Regions from separate parts of the Ovis aries genome. Here region 2 is linked to region 1. A link is a contact called in public Hi-C data. All regions are on one chromosome and are shown on one strand. Each heading gives the region's core, a stretch centred on a gene start, on an enhancer-like site or on the middle of the called end of the contact. The rest is flanking DNA. Distances are from core to core; before and after follow the strand shown.

Region 1 (2,700 bases), core at 167-2,666:
CAGCAGTTCCAGCCTGGCTCTTCTGAGGACTGAGTGACTGCTCTGACACTTCCCTCAGAAGCCTGCCCCATGCAAGTTCTCACACGGATTAGCAATCGGCATTCATTTTGGTTCAGTTCCAAGTCTGGCTTCCGGACATGCGTGGTGGTCCAGTGGTTAAGAATCCGCCTTGCAATGCCGGGGACACGAGTTCAATGCCTGGTCTGGGAAGATCCCACGTGCCGCGGGGCAACTAAGCCCAAGTGCCTCAGCTACTGAGCCCAGGAGTCACAGGCACTGAAGCACACCTAGAGAGGCCAACGCATAGGGAAGCCTGGGGACCTCAGCTAGCGAGTAGCACCCACTCGGCAACTAGAGAAAACCCACTTGCAGCAATGAAGGCTCAGCATCGCCAACAAATGAAAACTATTAAAAAGGTAAAAAAAAGTCCGACTTCTCACGACAGCCAAAGGCAAGGCTCAATCCTTCATTAGCTCTTGAGTTAAAAAAAACAACAACAAGCGAAAAAAAAAAAACAAACCCTGAAGGATGTTACTGACATAATTGGGGAAATTACAGTGTGGACCACATGTCAGATAACATCGTGTTGAAATTAAAGTGAGTAAGATAATGGTGATTTTAAACACTGTCCTTAACCTTAGGAGACACATGATGAAGGGGTTAGGGCTGGAGTTTAACGACCTCTGCTTTCAGATGGGTCAGGGAAAAAAGAAAGAGGAGACCAGATGGGGACTTCCCTGAGGGTCCAGTGGCTAAGACTCCGTGCTCCCAGTGCAGCGGGCCCGGGTTTGATTCCCCCTTCAGGGAACTGGATCCCACATACCACGGCTAAGAGTTTAGCATGCTGCAACTAGAAGGTACCCCATGCCACCACCAAGTAAATAAAATTTTTAAAAAATATTTCTTTATCTGACTGTGTTGGGTCCTCACTGCGGCACACAGGGTCTCCAGTCTTCGCTGTGGCATGTGGGGTCTTCACTTGCGGCATGCAGACTCTCAGCTGCAGCGTGTGAGATCCAGCTCCTTGACCAGGGATCTAACCTGGGCTCCCTGCCTTGGGGGCACGGAGTCCTAGCCACTGGGCCATCACAGAAGTCCCCCATCCTGACATCACAGAATCTGTGATGTCCACCCACTGGCCCTAGGTTGAAATTTGATGGGCTAGACAGAAATGGAAAACAACGCAGAGGAGCACCAGCTAGCAAACAGAGGGACACAAGGTGCCACCCTTACAATGGAATACTACTCAGCAAGAGAAAAGAGTTATCTATGGGCACACGCTGGGACCTGGATGAACCTCAAAAATATGCTTCGGAGAAGAAGCTGGACACAAGAGACTACGTATTACATGGTCTGTTTATATGACGTGTCCAGAAAGGGCAAAGCTACAGACAGAAAGATTAGTGGTTTCCTGGGGCAGGGACAGGAACTAGCAGTGAGTGTACATGAAGGATCATGTTGGGTTGATGAAATGTTTCAGGACTGATTTATGGTGACGGTTGCATAACTTGGTAAATTTACTAAAAATTACTCAATTGCACGCATGAAAAGTGTGAACAATACGGCATGCAAATATGCCTCAATAATGTTGTTTTTAAATGTCCCTGGGCCGGAGCACACTGACTAATGGCTTTGGGGTTTTGGACGCACGGGGTCCCATCACCCTTGCTTGGCGATCTTACCCCCCGCCGTCATCGGTCATATTTGTGCTGCCCCCACCGGGCTGTGCATCCTCAGGGGAAGGAGGGGCCGTGTGTGTTTTGCTCACACCACACACCAGGGCCTGCTCGAGGAAGCTGCTCTCTAAATATTTGTCTAATGAGTGAAGGGATGGTGTCATGTTCCCCTTCGGGAAATGGTGGGGTTTCTGGTAGCTCCTGTTACATGGTCATCAAATATTTCGCCACTATCCTTTTCCATGGCTGTGTGCTTGCTAAGTCACTTCAGTTGTGTCAGACCCTTTGCGACCCCATGGACTGTAGCCCGCCAGGCTCCTCTGTCCATGGGATTCTCCAGGCAAGAATACTGGAGCGGGTTGCCATTTCCTCCTCCTGGAGAGCTTCCTGACCCAGGGACTGAACCTATGGCTCTTACGTCGCCTGCATTGGCACGTGGGTTCTTTACCACTAGCGCCACCTGGGAAGCCCCCTTGGCTGAGCACCTGGGAATACCTTTACCCCTCAGGAGAGCGTTCAGTTCTGTTCATCATGTTGCAGTTTGAAACCTTGTCCTTGTTCCCTGGAATTGCTGACTTTAGAGTCATTTGAGGACTTCCCTGGTAGTCTAGAAACTTCACTGGTGGCTCAGACAGTAAAGAACCCGCCTGCAACGTGGGAGACCCGGGTTCAATCCCTGGCTTGGGAAGATGCCCTGGAGAAGGGAATGGCAACCCACTCCAGTATTCTTGCCTGGAGAATCCCATCGACAGAGGATCCTGGCAGGCTACAGTCCACGGGGTCACAAAGAGTCGGACACGGCTGAGCAACTCACACTTTTACTCTCACTGGTAGTCTAATGGTTAAGACTCCATACCCAATGCAGGGGCCTTGTCAGGGAACTAAGAACCTACATGCCACATGGCACAGCAAGGAAAAAAAAAATTAAAATAGAGTGATTTGGGCTTTAGGGTCTAACATTTCTACCATTTACCAAAGGCTTACTATGTACAGGGGCTTTGTGTGTATAATTTCATTCAGCCTT
Region 2 (2,917 bases), core at 35-2,534, 44 kb before region 1:
AGGGTCACGCGCTCCTCATGAGTGTCGGATGCCCTCCTCCCTCGGGTCTCATCTGGGCACTTTGCCTTCTCAGCCCCTTTCCCCAGAAGGGAAAATATTAAAATACAAGTGCACGCACTGGGTCTGCGCCTCTGTTCTACCCCGGCTCAGGGACGCTGGACAAGTCGTGGTTCCTTCCAGAGCCTTTCCTCATCAAAAAACAGAAATATCTCCCTCCTGGGATGCGTTTAAGCTTCAAGTGGGGAAAAAAAGTTGTGAACACCACGCCCAGCCCCTGCTTAGCAGACAGCAGGCACTGCACATGGGACTGCGCCTTCCTGTTTCCCAGATGTACAGTGGCAGCCCTTGAAGGGACGGTCCAGTGATTTAGATTCCATGTTTTCAATGCAGGGGACGCAGGTTTGATCCCAGGCGGGGACCTAAGATCCCACATGCTGTGGTACAACTAAGACTATGTGCTTTCATGAAGACTCCACACAGCTGATAATAATAATAATATAAATATTTGGGGGCTTCCCTGATAGCTGAGTTGGTAAAGAATCCGCCTGCGATACAGGAGACCCCGGTTAGATTCTTGGGTCTGGAAGATCCGCTGGAGACGGGATAGGCTACCCACTCCAGTATTCTGGCCTGGAGAATTCCATGGACTGTATGGTCCATGGGATCGCAAGAGTCGGACTCCACTGAGCGACTTTCACTTTTTTCCTTTTCCTGAACAGAGGCTCATCTCACCACCAGGGGGCAGTGTTACCCACTGGCAGCTCCCAGGGCGGCCGGAAGCGGGCCTCAGAATTCTTGGGAGGCCTGGGGTCCCGAGGGAGGCCCGCCTCCATCCTGCCGCCCTACTCAGCAAGCTCGTCAGTCCTCCGGGGCAGAAGTTCAGGGGCTGCAGGGTAGTGGGAGGGGGCGTCCCCAGATCCTAGAAGAAAGGAGCAGTGCTGGGAGTGGGGGTGGGGGTGGTTGTGGAAAGTGAGGCTGGAGGGCGCAGTGGTTAGAGCCGGTTTGGGAGCCAGACCGAAGCTGGGTTCAGAGCTGATCCCTCACTGCAGGGAGTCCACTCTGAGCTTTGGTTTTCTCCTCTGCCAAAATGCTGGCCTAGTGCCCCTCCTCCTTGCCCGTGACAGGAGGTGGAGTGAGTGTCTCCCAGGAGTCGGCTTGCATTCTGTGTGGCGTAACGCCCTAGTCTGGGCGTGTTTGTGTGTTTGCCCCAGACACAAACCCACAAAAGTGTCCAGGGAGCCAGATCCTTGGCCAGCCTGGACAGCAGTGAATGGCCAGGAAGCAGCAGCCAAGGCGCTGAGCTGGTCAGACAGTTCATCAGCGACTGAACCCACACGGTCTTAGAGCGAGTCCAGGGACACGGCGGTGGTTTTCAAACCTCACAAATACGAAAGGAGCCGGAACATTTCTTCTAGCCGTTGGTCCTTCAAAGCCCATCATTCTTGACTGACAGCGCTTTGGAGCAACTACAGCCTCAGGAAGAGAAGGCCAGCCTTCCTGGTGGGCCCTCCCGATCAGCACCTGTGCCAAGGATAGGAACGTCCAGCCAGGGAATGTGGCAGATCACAGGGAAGTGTCAGCGGGGCACGAAGGCACACAACCCTACCCCCAACCACTCAACTCCCATCCTAAGGGAAATTCACACCCTGCCTGTCCTGGGCCCTCCTGGAGAGAGAACTGGCAATGGTACCCAGACCCACCATTGCTGGGACTCCCAAGGGAGCTTTCAAAAAATGCAGATGCCCAGACTCCCCTCTCGACCAGCTGAACCAGAATCTCTGCGGTGGAGGTGAGAACTCCTCATTTATTACATCCCTGGATTCAGAAGGTCGTTAGGTTCCAAAACGTGAACTGAGTCTCTGTTCGCTTTTTCCAGCGTTGGGGAGGAGGAGGGAGGGAGGGAGGTTTTTACAGTGGAAGAATTTTCTATCAATCGTGACAGTCCATCTCTAAACAGTTCCAAATCAGCCGCTTCACCCAGGAATCCAGGGGACACACGGGCAAACACACACAGGTCCCCTGGGGCCAAGATCGCGTGCTCAGCCAGTTGCCAGGAAACCCAGCCCCGGGGCCTGTCACAATCTCAAAGGGGCCATCGGTCCCCCAGGTTCAGCCCCAGTGGCTCGTGGCCAGTGGTCTGGCGGCCGAGGTGGCGTCCATGGCTGGTCACAGATGGCGGGCTGCCTCCCAGACAATCTGCAGGGCCATGGAGGCGCAGGGGAGCTGGGCCAGGGTGTAGGCCAGGGAGCGGGTGGGCGCCCGCAGTTTCCCCAGGTAGGCCACGGTGTGTATCATGCGGCCCAGGAAGAAGACCAGGAAGTGCATCCGGGCGATGAAGGGGTTCGGTCCGAGGAAGGAGTAGACAAAGCCCAGGAACAGGAAGGGGTAGATGGTCTCCATGTCGTTCCGGTGGGCTCTGAGAAGAAAAAGGGGTGCAGTCAGCCAGGTGTCAGCTTCGAGAATGTCCTGGATGCTGGGACCCTCTGCCCCCAAAGGCCCTGCGCCCCTGGGGATCATCTCTGGCATACCAGACTGATGTCCACTGTGGCGGGGACAAGGAGGTACCCCAGAGGCAGATGGGGACTGTGACTCCAAGCTGGTGCCTGTGAGCCGCTCAGGAAGCGAAGCCCTGTTAATGGCCTGGGAGCCATGAAGGGCTGCTGCTTGGGTTCTCCTACCAAGCCCCAGGGCCCGCCAGGACCCAACACCATAAAAAAATGACCAACAAAGAAAGCACCTGACATGGTCTCCCCTGTCCTCCCCTCTGGCCTTGGACACCAGCAGGGAAAAGTGGGGCTCAGTGGGGTTGCGTGAGAGCTGGAGCGGGGCCTAGGTCTGCCTCCAGCCCCTGATCTTTTTTTTTTCTTTCCCAATTTTGGCTGTACCATGTGGCTTATGGGATCTCAGTTCCTTGACC

Evidence for each region. Hi-C and Micro-C count contacts between places; a contact is called where the count stands out from the background.
Region 2: a Hi-C map of tail adipose tissue shows a contact between it and region 1, with 7 times the contacts expected there. The contact joins two enhancer-like sites. A contact is called at or near these places in 10 of 16 Hi-C or Micro-C datasets (hypothalamus, liver, mesenteric adipose tissue and 5 more).

What each region holds. Positions count from the first base shown.
Region 1 is chr3:6,746,782-6,749,481 of ARS-UI_Ramb_v3.0, reverse strand. No RefSeq gene overlaps it. Among named protein-coding and RNA genes, the nearest start is that of TOR1B, 28 kb to the right of the region's middle. Within about 2 kb of position 1,416, at least 8 of the 54 cell types and tissues checked have an H3K27ac peak or open chromatin away from gene starts, as enhancers often do. A contact at or near this core is called in tail adipose tissue, where this site is marked.
Region 2 is chr3:6,789,953-6,792,869 of ARS-UI_Ramb_v3.0, reverse strand. PTGES (prostaglandin E synthase) reads right to left here. Exons shown (of 3, transcript XM_027966307.2): 3 at 1,785-2,416. The coding sequence ends at 2,167. Among named protein-coding and RNA genes, the nearest start is that of PTGES, 12 kb to the right of the region's middle. Within about 2 kb of position 1,284, at least 8 of the 54 cell types and tissues checked have an H3K27ac peak or open chromatin away from gene starts, as enhancers often do. A contact at or near this core is called in tail adipose tissue, where this site is marked.